Linked DNA regions of Mus musculus: regions 2, 3 and 4 are each linked to region 1. A link is a contact called in public ChIA-PET, HiChIP or PLAC-seq and promoter capture Hi-C data. All regions are on one chromosome and are shown on one strand. Each heading gives the region's core, a stretch centred on a gene start, on an enhancer-like site or on the middle of the called end of the contact. The rest is flanking DNA. Distances are from core to core; before and after follow the strand shown. Region 1 holds the start of Zic2 (zinc finger protein of the cerebellum 2). Region 2 has its middle 29 kb from the start of Timm8a2. Region 3 overlaps Pcca (propionyl-Coenzyme A carboxylase, alpha polypeptide). Region 4 overlaps Clybl (citrate lyase beta like).

The links. Promoter capture Hi-C pulls out the DNA fragments that hold promoters and counts their contacts. ChIA-PET counts read pairs in DNA pulled down with a chosen protein or histone mark. HiChIP or PLAC-seq counts read pairs in DNA pulled down with a chosen protein or histone mark.
Region 2: an RNA polymerase II ChIA-PET map of memory CD8 T cells shows a contact between it and region 1, with 50 read pairs. The contact joins the enhancer-like site here to the promoter of Zic2 in region 1. A contact is called at or near these places in 4 of 39 promoter capture datasets (embryonic stem cells, hematopoietic stem and progenitor cells and pre-B cells), 9 of 484 Hi-C or Micro-C datasets (B cells, CD8 T cells, the HL-1 cell line and 5 more), 4 of 115 datasets of contacts at active chromatin or transcription factors (embryonic stem cells, large pre-B cells, memory CD8 T cells and 1 more) and 1 of 9 other capture datasets (liver).
Region 3: a contact with region 1 is called in a promoter capture Hi-C map of the HPC-7 cell line, with 3 times the contacts expected there. The contact joins the enhancer-like site here to the promoter of Zic2 in region 1. A contact is called at or near these places in 11 of 39 promoter capture datasets (the 3T3-L1 cell line, the C10 cell line, the HPC-7 cell line and 6 more), 13 of 115 datasets of contacts at active chromatin or transcription factors (craniofacial prominence, embryonic basal ganglia, embryonic forebrain and 9 more) and 2 of 9 other capture datasets (adipose tissue and macrophages).
Region 4: an H3K4me3 HiChIP or PLAC-seq map of embryonic limb bud shows a contact between it and region 1, with 4 times the contacts expected there. The contact joins the enhancer-like site here to the promoter of Zic2 in region 1. A contact is called at or near these places in 15 of 39 promoter capture datasets (the 3T3-L1 cell line, the C10 cell line, cranial neural crest and 9 more), 2 of 484 Hi-C or Micro-C datasets (B cells and natural killer cells), 19 of 115 datasets of contacts at active chromatin or transcription factors (craniofacial prominence, embryonic basal ganglia, embryonic forebrain and 13 more) and 3 of 9 other capture datasets (adipose tissue, embryonic stem cells and liver).

Annotation. Positions count from the first base shown.
Region 1 is chr14:122,473,966-122,476,924 of GRCm38.p6, reverse strand. Zic2 (zinc finger protein of the cerebellum 2) reads right to left here and starts at 1,541. Exons shown (of 3, transcript NM_009574.3): 1 at 178-1,541. The coding sequence starts at 1,249. 2610035F20Rik (RIKEN cDNA 2610035F20 gene) reads left to right here and starts at 1,726. Exons shown (of 5, transcript NR_045046.1): 1 at 1,726-2,022; 2 at 2,323-2,477.
Region 2 is chr14:122,062,460-122,065,418 of GRCm38.p6, reverse strand. No RefSeq gene overlaps it. Among named protein-coding and RNA genes, the nearest start is that of Timm8a2, 29 kb to the right of the region's middle. Within about 2 kb of position 1,553, at least 71 of the 459 cell types and tissues checked have an H3K27ac peak or open chromatin away from gene starts, as enhancers often do. A contact at or near this core is called in B cells, CD8 T cells, Th1 cells and 3 more, where this site is marked.
Region 3 is chr14:122,851,200-122,854,158 of GRCm38.p6, reverse strand. All of the region lies in intron 21 of Pcca (propionyl-Coenzyme A carboxylase, alpha polypeptide), which reads right to left. Among named protein-coding and RNA genes, the nearest start is that of Gm46488, 58 kb to the left of the region's middle. Within about 2 kb of position 1,473, at least 45 of the 459 cell types and tissues checked have an H3K27ac peak or open chromatin away from gene starts, as enhancers often do. A contact at or near this core is called in the HPC-7 cell line and memory CD8 T cells, where this site is marked.
Region 4 is chr14:122,198,883-122,201,841 of GRCm38.p6, reverse strand. All of the region lies in intron 1 of Clybl (citrate lyase beta like), which reads right to left. Among named protein-coding and RNA genes, the nearest start is that of Clybl, 19 kb to the right of the region's middle. Within about 2 kb of position 1,466, at least 8 of the 459 cell types and tissues checked have an H3K27ac peak or open chromatin away from gene starts, as enhancers often do. A contact at or near this core is called in craniofacial prominence, embryonic limb bud and second pharyngeal arch cranial neural crest, where this site is marked.

The sequences.
Region 1 (2,959 bases), core at 292-2,791:
TCCAACAAAAACAAGCCCTGGCTGTCCTGCGCTCTCCCATTCCAGGTCCCTGGCTGATGGTCATTCCCCAACGCGTACGAACACACACACACACACACACACACACACACACACACGCTCAGTCTGTGCATTTATTTCTCCTCGAGGTGCCTCTTCCCACTGCTGACCCACGATTACCTGTATGAGTTCTTTTGTGGATCTTGAGGTTCTCGGAGCGTGCGAAGACCTTGCCACAGCCCGGGAAAGGACAGGGGAAGGGCTTCTCGCCAGTGTGCACGCGGATGTGGTTGACCAGTTTGTATTTGGCCTTAAAGGGTTTGCCCTCGCGTGGACACTCCTCCCAGAAGCAGACGTGGTTGCTCTGTTCCGGGCCGCCGACGTGCTCCACAGAGACGTGGGTCACCAGCTCGTGCATGGTGCTGAAAGTTTTGTTGCAGCTTTTCTTGGGATTGCTTAGCTGCTCCGGGTCGATCCACTTGCAGATGAGCTCTTGCTTGATGCACTGCTGCCGCATGTAGCGGAAAAAGGCACCAGGGTGGTGGTGGTGATGGTGGTGGTGGGCTGCGGCCGCTGCCATGTTCATCCCCATGTTCATATTCATAGGGCCGTACTGGTTGTGGAGCTGCGCCGCCGAGTAGGGGTCGGTCCGCGGGCTGGCCACTTGGCGGTATTGCTCCGAGCGCCCGAACACCTCGCCCGGCAGCCCTAGGCGCATTTGCCCATTGAGCACGTTCTGCGAGGCGTGCGGCCCGTGCTGCTCCGGGAGGCCAGGGAAAAGAAGGTGGCCCTGCGCGTCCGAGTGCGCGTGGTGAAGGCCGCCGGCGCCGGGTCCGAAGAGCCCGTGCTGCCCGCCTCCCGGCGCCGAGTCCCCGAAGCCCCGGCTGCGGAACAGGAAGTCCCGGGTGGAATTAAAGGGAGGCCCCGAATAGGAGCCAACGTGTGCGGCGTGGGGCCCTAGAGCCGCGGCCGCAGCGGCTGCAGCAGCCGAACCCGGGTAAGCACCCGGACCTTGCGACGTGAACGCCGAACTCTGACCAGGAGACAGTTCGTGTGCCCCGGGGTTGAGCTTGAAGGCGCCCATGTGCGCCGCGGCCGAGTCCACGAAGCCGTTCTGAGCTGCCGCCAGGCTCAGCTCGCGGTCCTGCATCTCGGCCGCCGCAGCCGCCGCTGCCGCGGCCGAGTGGTGGTGGTGGCGCGCGAAGCTGCCCACCCCGATGGCCGGGAACTGCGGCCCCGCGTCCAGAAGCATGGCCAGCGCGCCCGGCCGCCCCGCCGGCGCCGGTGAACCCCGCCGCCTGGATTTCCTCTTCGGATCGGCGAGGCGCGTCCTCTGGACGCCCGGCTCCGTGAACCGGCGGTGGAAATACTGGCGACTGCAGTCTCGGGAGCCGGGCTGGTGCGCCCGCCGCCGCCGCCTGTATCTGCCTCAGGCGGCCGGGCACCGAGCGAAGGCGCGGAGAGGAAGAGGAGGCGGCGGCGGAGGAGGCGCGGGAGGAGGAGGTGGAGGAGGAGAAGAGTCCAAAGCCAGGCGGAGAACCAAAGTGTATTAAAGGAGCTGCGGCGGGGGCGGGCGGGCAGGGCAGGGGAGGGCGGGCGGGAGGAGGGAGCGGAGGGAGGTGTGGGGAGCGGAGGAGAGGGGGGCCGCCGGAGGGCGAGCTCAGCGCCGCGGCCCCCACCCCTGCGCGCCCCCGCGCGCGCACGCACGCACGCACTCACTCGCTAGCTGCCTTGTACTGCCGGCGGACCAGGAGCCTGGCTGAGATCAGCGGCATCCGCCGAATGAAGTCAACGCGGCTGCGGGGCCACAGTGCCCTAGGGCAGTGGCTGTGCGCACACAAGCTGGCAGGGAGCGGACAGCAACAAGCTCCGCCAGCCCCAGAGCCTGGCGCACCCGCCGCTCCACCTGATCTCCGCAGGGGCGCTGGGCAGCCGGGAGGAGGAGGCTAGGCGTCGAGTCCACGGCGCTCTCGGGTGGCCGCTCCCTCCCCCGAGGCCTTGCTCACGCCGCCCAGAGCGCTGCCGGTATTGTTCGGCTTCGCGGTTGCTGCGGGGGTTTAGCCCTCTTGGCCCTCCGAGCTTGGCATTGGCGACGCCCGGAGTAGTAAACTTGCAGCGGTCACGAATTCCCCTAGATGAAGGAAACGGGCGCGTCGTCCCCTCTTTCTTTAAGTTGGGCTGGAGGAGGAGGGAGGGGGAGGAGCAGGGGAGGGGGGGACTGTGGGAGGGGAGAAGGCGAGGAGGGGGAGGGGAGCAGGGTGAGGCTAGTCTGAAAAACAATAACAACAATAAAAAAGTGTTCTCTGGTTCTCCCCCTTCCTCCAGCCGATCTGTTCTGGGCGCTAGTCCGGGAATGAGTGCTCGCATCAGCGAGGACAGAGCGAAGTCCTCGGCACAAGCAAATGCTAGGAGGCCAACACGAGTTCTTCCTCTCTCGCGGCTGCAGTGGGCAGCCTTCGCCACCGCCTCTGTTTATTTCGGTGGGCGCTGAGGCCGCAGCAGCAGCCTTTTATTTTTTTATTTTTTGTCCCCTCCTTTTCCTCTCCCCTCCCCCGCGTACCCGCCGGGTCTCCCGCCCGGGTATCCCTCCCTCCTTATCCAAGGCTCGGCCTCCTGGTCACACCGCCCCTTTAACGGGGACTCCCGCCCATCCCGCCCTCCAGAAACCGCTATTGGCCATCACGGCCTCGTCAATCCTTCGCCCAGCCCGCCCCACCTTCCCTGAGCCCCGCTTGGGTTGTGCAGCTGCAGCAGCGGCCCAACGCACCCATAGACTGGGCCTGCCAGCATGCAGGGTTTCGTTCGCGCGTCTGGCTCTGTGGCTCCCGTCACCAGCCGGCTAATTCAAGAGTTCAGCTGCGAGCCTAACGCGGTGCCAGGTCTATGGGTCTTGTCCCCTTCCGCCCGATCCTGCTCCCGTATACTTTGTCAGAGGCCACCAACTCCCCAGAGATTGCATCCA
Region 2 (2,959 bases), core at 304-2,803, 410 kb after region 1:
AATCAGTGCTGAACATCAAATCCTAAAAGCCTACATTAAGCACATGCCCAACTACTGAGCTACTGCACCCCAACTCTAGGCTATTCTTACTCGTGTGTGTGTGTGTGTGTGTGTGTGTGTGTGTGTGTGAGTGTGTGTGTTTTCAGATACACTTGCTTGGGATTCACTAGACGCCAACTGTCCTCTGTCGCTCTCCACTGTACTTCCTGACCCGGGGTCTCTCACTGAACCTGGAGCTCACTGCTTCAGCTACACTGGCAGGTGAGGCCCTGGGATCAGTCTTTTCCCTCCTCCAGTGCTGGGGTCCAGGCACCAGGCACTCACTGCACATGGCTTGGGCAGCAAGCACTTTACCCACGGAACCACTGCCCCAGCTCTGTTCTTTGTGTATCTGCACACTGCCCACTGTTCTACAGAACTTAGAAATTACAGGTAGCTCCAGCTAGAGGATATTTTGGTTTAAAACAACTTCAGTACCAAATGCTCATGCGATCACTGGGGAAAATGGTAGGAAATATTTAGTTCAACAAGTAAACAGGATAGCAGGCTTGAAGATGATTCCACATTTTGATCACAGTGCATTCTAAGAGTAACCTGAATTGAGAGAGGACGTTTCTGTATCTGTGCCTGAGTGAAACGCAGTAGAAGAGGTTGAAGTACCAGTCTTTGCACAGGTCCTCTGGTGCCCTCTTCTGATCAGATGTGGTACTGAAGCCCAGGCTGAAGTGGGTGGGCCCCTTGGGGTTTTGTAAGGGTCCCCCTCCCAAAAGGCCACACTTCTGTTAAACCTTCTGCAAGCAGACTAAGGACTTGGTCAGAACCTCATGACTGTGAGGAGATGAAATGTTGCAAAGTTATCTTGGGCTAGCTTTGGCCCCTGTAGTTGCTACTCATTGCAGATCTGTCTGACATAACACTCTTGTGACCTTCCAGTGTAGCCTTTGGGATGCATGAACAGACCACAAGCCTACATTGTCCCTAAGGTTGAGAATGTGACAGAGCATGCAGCGCTCCCTTCAGCATGGTGAGACCCACAGCAGACATGTCCCCATTTTGCTGTAACACAGGTAAACATGCCTCCACCAATGGATTTGGAAGAGCTTTAGGGGTTTTTCCTGTACTTATAAGAACATGCCATGTATGAACAGTATTTGGGGCAACTTGAATCCATCTTCACAGGCCTTAGTCATGCATTTTGCCTTCAGAATTAACTACTTCTTATTCCCTTTGAGGTGAGAACTGTACTGTGTGTGGATAGAGTTCTGGTAAAGCCAGCGGGACATTTCCTTGGAATAATGTTTGTAAATGCCTAAAGTAAAGCAAAGAGTGGATGAATTACTGTATGGAAATACAGAGACACTAGCACTGGAGTGCAGAATAAACGTGTTTGTGATTTAATAACTTATTAAACAATTAGTAAATTATAATTTCAAAGTTATGAGACATTAAACATAAAAAAGGAGAAATGTTCAGATCTCTATAGCAATGGCAATCTGTATGTAAACACCTGTGGTTTTTGCCAGCGGAAAAGCAGTAGAGGATGTGTTGAGGAAGTTCTCACAGCTGCCAATAACAATACACCACAAACAGGGTGGCTTAAAGTGAGATTTTCATGCTCCTGCTCGCCTGGGAGATGAAGTTCTAAACTCTAGGTGTAGTCAGGACCATGCTCTCTCCAGGGCTCCTGTTTCATCCAGCTTCCGGTGAGCCTGGGATTTCCATGGCTCATGGCTAGACTACTCCATCTTTGCTTCTGTCTTCATGGACTTGTCTATATAGCTTTCATTATGACACGGGACATCCTGAACGGTACCCAGGGAACAGCTATTTCAAGGCAATAAGCATTCACTGTGGTCACTGTGTCCTGCTGTGATCAGAGAGGATGCCCTCGCTGCTGAGCAGGATCCAGACAGCATTGTCAGGTAGCATGGTGCTTTGTGCGATCAACCCCAGGCTTCTAGCATTCCAGAGATCAAGGCAAAGCAGAGACATTTAGATAGGAAGAGTATCTTGTACTGAGGCTTGTAGAACTTGGTTTGGGTCTAGGATGTTGGGAGAATGAGAACCATCAAGACAAATATCAGATGTCAGGAACAGAATAAGATGAAATAAAACCCCAGAAAGATGTTTGATACATAGCTTAAAAGTTGCACTATTTTATTAAGTACACACACACAGAGCCACCTTGGCCATTGTAACATAAGCTAGGGTCATATGAAGAAGAGAACCTCGGTGGGAAAATGCTTCCACAATACTGGCCCATAGGCAACCCTAGGCATTTTCTTGAGTAGTGATTGATGTCGGAAGGCCCAGTCCACAGTGGACAGTGCCACCTTCAGCAGGCAGTCCAGAGATGTCTACGAAAGCAGGCTGAGCCCGTCATGAGGAGGGAGCCAGAGAGCAGCATTTCTTCAGTTCGTGCTTCTAGGTTCCGGCCCTACTCAGTGACTATAAAGTGCAAGATGAAATAAACCTTTTCCTCTCCAGGTTGGGTTGGGTCAGAATTTTTATCACAACAACTTCTCAAGAGGCACACACCACAGTGCTTTACTTTTGACGTAGGTGTTTGAGATTTGAATTTCAATTTTGGATGGCAAGTGAACCTTACTTACTCACTGAGCCACCTGTCCAGCCTGAAGAATTAAAAAAAAATTTTTTTTTTACTTTTTTGTTTTATGTGTATGACTTTTGGCTGTGTGTACATGGGCGCATCGTATGCATGACTGGTGCCAACAGAGGGCAGGAGAGGGCATCGGATCCCAGGAACTAGAGTCATGGGTAGTCGTGAACTGCTGTACCAATATGGAGAATGGTGCTCAGGACCCCTGGGTGAACAGCAAAGGGCTCTTAAGTGCTGACCTATCTCTCTCTCCAGCACTAACACTTCCCCCACCCCTGGTGGAGGCGGGGATTGACTTTTAGAGACAGGATCTCACTGTGTACCACTGACTGGCCTAGG
Region 3 (2,959 bases), core at 224-2,723, 380 kb before region 1:
ATTGCTTCTACTGCACAGATAAGTTATCAGCGTTGCTGAGGCTTCTACCTTACTTTCATTCCTTTTCTCATTTGTGAATATTTTCTATTTCAGATAATTTAGGCAACATAACTCATTTGTTTAATATGTTTATATATTTTTCTAGCAGGTTATAGGATGCATGCCTAATGTCTGCCCATTCCAAAAAGACCAGATGATCAACACAGGAGCATGAAGGATTTTCACTCTAAGTTTAGTATCCTAGGTTCAGCATTCTGTGTGTGTGTGCCTGCATGTGCAGTATCCTATATATGTCACCCCAGCCTTAATTTCATGTCACAATTCAGGTCCATATTGCATCCTTCCATGGTAATTTACTGATCACAATCTCAATGGCTTGCAGATGTTGTTCTGTTACATGGAACTCCCCCGGTTCTTTATGAAAACCCTGCTGTCTATGGACTGAATGGAAACACTGTGAGGAGTATACAGTCTTTTGCCACAATAGGCTTTGGTCCCAGTATTTTCCACGTGGAGCCCTCTGAGAAGGCAGTATGCATATGTATACGAGCTTTGCTTCCTACCTCTGCTATTAGCTAACTGAACTTGAGGACAGCAAACCCTAGACTTTCCAGTGATCCCTCAACATCTAGGTGAGAAAAAACGGAGAGGGACAATCAGACTCCCCTCTTGGGAATGACAGAAGGAATGGTTGCAGGGAGAGCATGATCTAAACAGTGGCCATGGACACAACAACATGTATCCATCTGTAATGCCTTCCTAAGGGCTTGGGTGACCAGTCTTTCCTAAAGGTATATCCTGACAGTATGTTTAGAAAATGTGAATGAATTTCTTGCAAATGATATAAACAAAACAATTCCTTAAGAATCCTTAGCATTGTAAGCATAGATGGAAGAGGAGTGCTAACTCTTGTAACTCCTACCATGGGTCATCTCTATGGATTGGCTCCCCCGAAGGCCCTGACCTATGAAGTATTTGAACTTTACTCAGGCAGCCAGTCTGCATGTGGCTGTCAGCTCGGTTCAAATACGGGATAGATCTCAGAAGACCTAACTAGAAATTTAGGAAGTGCCCTGTCTTGTCACGAGTGCTGCCAAAGCAAGTTAGTACAGTAAATACAAGAGATGGCAAGGAGTGCAAGAGTAAAAGATTGCTGTGTGGCCAGTGCTTGAAGTAAAGTGTCTGATGTGGACGGACAGACAGACACACGGCACCAGGCCCCATGACCTTACTGCTGTCGAGAAAGCCATGAGTGGCTGGTGTTTCCCTTCTGAACACACCACACCACTCACTGTCTTTCAGTCCTCACTCCCTCTGCTTCCACTGTGAGACAGGAAAGAGAAAGGGAGGACAGGAGGGGAAGAATGAGGGGAGAATTCAGTGTGAAACTGAAATCACCACAGGCCTGCATTTCTCAGAACAAACCTAGATCTAATCAAAGAATGCATCAGATAGGCAGGAAGGAAACGCAGTGCCACCAAGCCTAAGTAGGCAGAGCGCTGAACACTGGGCCTCTCTGAAGGGCTCCCCACAGAATCACTTGGGAGCTGCCTCAGATGGAAACAGCCCATGTGTGAACAATTTCAGTGGAAGTCATTTCCCACTCCTGTCTGTAAATTTGGAACTATGTAGAGGTCACCAATAGTAAGAGTGGCATCTTAGAAAACTCTACATATGCAGATACACCCACATACAAGAAAGGGCAAGTTCAAACACTTCCAATGAGGTCTTGGTAACCCAGTCAGGTTTTTAATCTCTGAGCACATTGTTTGGAAATTTAGAGTGGCAGTGCAGAAGTTATCACAATGCATCAAGACGGCAGGTACACTAGGTGAGTCTGTCTAAGCCTGGCTTGGTAAATTTAGTTTTTTATTTTGGGAGGCCATAATCCCTATGTATCTAAGCATTTTCCTTAACATGGGTCAGAGAGTCAAGTGTTTCGTGAGAACCTCAGTCGACTCATGTCAAACAGTGTGAATTTGCTACTGACTTAAAATAGGGCCAGAGTTCTTGCCATTTCAGCCTGAGGATCATAAACACAATGGCCACCTGAGACCACAGAGCCGGATATGAGCTACTTATAGTAATACTGAGCCAGGGAACAAGAATAGCAGGAAAACAGCCCATTTTCTTGTGGTGAGGGCCTTTGAAGTAAACTATTTCTTAAACATACTATGAAGTTCAAAACATAAGTCTTTGAAGGCAGGTTATCCTCCTCAGCACAGTGACCACTGCTAATCAATTACTTCCTTTTCCTCTTGGATTTTATTTGTGAAACTGAGACCCATATTGTTGTTCTTTATCTAGGAAACCCACTGACACAAAGTGCTACAGCATTCTTGGACTCATGTCCCAAGATGGAAAAAGCAGCAAGACCTAGCTCAGAGATTCCCTACAGTACAGGAGATGTGCATATCCCCTGCTGTTCTGTCACAGTTTGGCACACCTTCACATCACAGAGCTATGGAAAAAGAAATGAAATAAGGGCCGTGGAGATGCTCAGGGAATAGAATCCTGCTGTCAAGCATGGTGACTTGAGTATGAATTCCCTGGGACATCCACCAAAAAGTTGGTGTTGTAATGCCTATAATTCCAGGGTCAGGGAGGTAGAGGCAGGAGAACCCATGGGACTTGCTGGTTCACTAGTCTAGCCAATCAATACTACCAGGTTCAGTGAGAGAGATCCTGTCTCAAAAAATAAATGAATAAACAGAAGAATGATGGAGGAACACACTGATTTTGACCTCTGGCTTCTGTGAAGGTATGCATCTGCATATGAATATGCACGTAAGTGCACACACACACACACACACACACACACACACACACGCATCCATACACAATGAAAAAGCATATCTTAAATGTCAAACAATCAAGAATATATGTCTTCATTTTTTAAATTAAAAACAAATTATCAGCTGGGATTAATCAGCTGGGTGTGATGTTGCACACCTTTAAT
Region 4 (2,959 bases), core at 217-2,716, 280 kb after region 1:
GCGTGGTGGCACACGCCTTTAATCCCAGCACTTGGGAGGCAGAGGCAGGTGGATTTCTGAGTTCGAGGGCAGCCTGGTCTACAAAGTGAGTTCCAGGACAGCCAAGGGCTCCACAGAGAAATCCTGTCTCGAAAAACAAAAAACAAAACAAAACAACAAACAAGTTAACTTTTAAATGCCAAATATATAATTTAATATATATTTAAAAAAAAAATAGGGGCCAGACATGTTGGTGCATGCCTGTAATCCCAGCAGAGGCAGAGGTAGGCAGGTCACTGAGTTTAAGGCCAGCCTGATCTACAGTCTAAGCTCTAGACTGGCCAGGGCTACACAGAGAAACTCTGACTCAACAAAAAGAACCAAATCCAAACAAACAAACAAACAAACAAAACCCCACAGTTCGGTATGAGAAACTTGAACTAGTTTTAAAACTTAAAAACACTTCAAATTCAAATAAAATAAGATTCCATATAAATGACTTACGTACACATATTTCTTAATATGTATATTCTTAAGCTTTCAAGACACAACAAAACACAACTTAGAACTCCCTCACACAGTTTTTTCTTTTTGATGACCACAGATCTTCTGGTATCATTAGTCATAAATGTACAAGTGGTGAAAAGTACCCAGCTGCCCAAAATTATTTACTTTGTAGCACAAACGACAAAGGATGTAACACCCACTAACTGACCTGCAGAGAAGGGCGGGCGTTAATTTATTCTGCCTGCCTTGGGTTTTACTTTCTGTTAAAACAAGACTTGTTGCCATATTTAACCCTTTCATCACATTTTTTAAGAGACCAAAGAATAGAGAAAAAGACAAAGTGGCAAGGAGCCAACATTTGTGAGTTCCAAATCTGTTAGTGCCTTCGAGCTTAGGACTTAAAAAGAAGCATAAAATTGGTCAGATTTTGGTGGTGGTGGCCCAGGGACCCTGAGCATTTTAGGTCACTCCGCCCATCACTGAGCCACACTCCCAGCCTGTGATTATTTTCCCTCTGAAAAGCGCAGTGTTAAATAGGAATCTTATCGCTCTTACTGTATACACCACGCATTTTATGTGCAGCGTAGCTCTGGCGGTCCTTTGCCATTCACTGGCCCAACCATGGAATCATGAATGAACGGAAAGTATGAACAGAAAGTCAGAAGACCTAACTGGATGATCCTTCTGGCTGAACGACAACAGGGGCCAGCTTATTAGTTCCCACATATAGAAGCCCTTTGTAACTGCAACCCAGGAATGTCATCTGTCTTGAATTATGTCCACCTGGGATTACATCCCGATGACCAACACCGGCAGAACGCTGGGACCTGAGAACTTCACTGCTTTGGTGATTGACATTTAAACTGTTTGAAGTTTCTAATTAAGGTCTCTTAACAAATTAACTGCAGATGTAGGAAGCTAAGTGTGCAGTAGGCAGAGATCCCAAGTCACCTGAGAGCTGCAAACAGCTAGAACCGGCTCAACACAGTGAGCTCATTAAAGCCGAGGGGCCTGCACTCCTGGTGCCATCACAGTTGCGCTGGCTCATTTAGCTTTCCCAGAGCACCAAGGGCTGAGGTGCAGGAACCCAGGGCCTCCTGCATATCAGAGATGCTCTACCACCCGAGCGGCATCCCCAGACCCCCAGTGTTGTAACTGTAGGGCAGGAGATGGAAATGCCCTGGGAATAAATACCACTCAGACCAGCCATTAAGTCTGTTGTATTGACAGGTTCCAAAGACACCTTGAAACAACCTCTGGACACATCCATGACAGAGTTTCCTGACAGGTTAAGGGAGGTGAAACAACACCCATTCCATGGGCTGGGGTCAGGGACTCAATAAAAAGGGGAAGGCTGGTAAGCGCTAGCATCCACTTCTCTCTGCTTCCCAAACCACCTCACCATGCTTTCCTACCATAATGGATGGTCCCCGCAGCCAGTGAGCCCAAACAAACCCTTTCTTCCTCATGTTGCTTAGCAACGACAAAGCAGCACACCAACCAGGCTACAGGATGAAGAGCCAGCTTGATGGGTCCATCATTTTCACTGCCTACCCATTGCCCAGCAGGTTGTAAATTAGAAGTCCTATGCTGACGAGTGCCCCCATACTCAACCTTGTCCTGTCCTAACTCCCATGGGGCATGCAAGTCCCCTTTCCCAGGAACCCATCTCTTCCTCCCATGTCATCTTCTAAAGGCAGCACCCATGAGGGTGTCCCAGACACCCCCAGAAAGTCATCCCCACCTCTGTTATCTCAACAGCACTCTGAGCTTATCCCTGTGTGATGGTTAATCCTAACCGTCAACCTGATAACATCTAGAAATACCCAGGTGCCTATAGGGAATATCTTAACTAGGTTACCAGAGTGGAAAGTCTGGCCCACTGTGGGCAGCACTATTCTCTAGGCTAAGAACCTGGACTGTAGAAACAGAGTGAGCTAACCACAAGCATTCACATATCTCTCTTTACATTTTTTAAAAAGTTATATATATTTTCATGTGTCTGAGTGTTTTCCCTACATGTATGTCTGTGCACGCACATGTGTTTAGTGCCCACAGGGGCCAGAAGAGGGCATCAGATTCCCTGGTTGTGAAATGCCATGTGGGTGCTGAGAACTGAACCTAGGGCCTCTGGAAGAACAGCTAGTGTTCTTAACCACTGTGCCATTTCTGCAGCCCATTTCTAGACAGTGTAATGTGACTACAGCTTCAAATTTCTGCTGCTGACATTATGATGGACTGAAATCCCAAAATGTGAGTCAAAATAAATCCTTTCTCCCATAAGTTACTATTTTCAGGGCATCTTACCACAGCCATAGGTAAGGAACAGGGCATTGTTTCTTGCCACCTGTCCCAACATAGTTTAGTCAACACTGCTAAGACTTATCACAGGCCAAGGTGTTATCGGGGCTGCTGAGAGACCAAGAAACAATCATGGCAGAAGTACTCCTTGAAAGTCTCTTCCACCCACCAG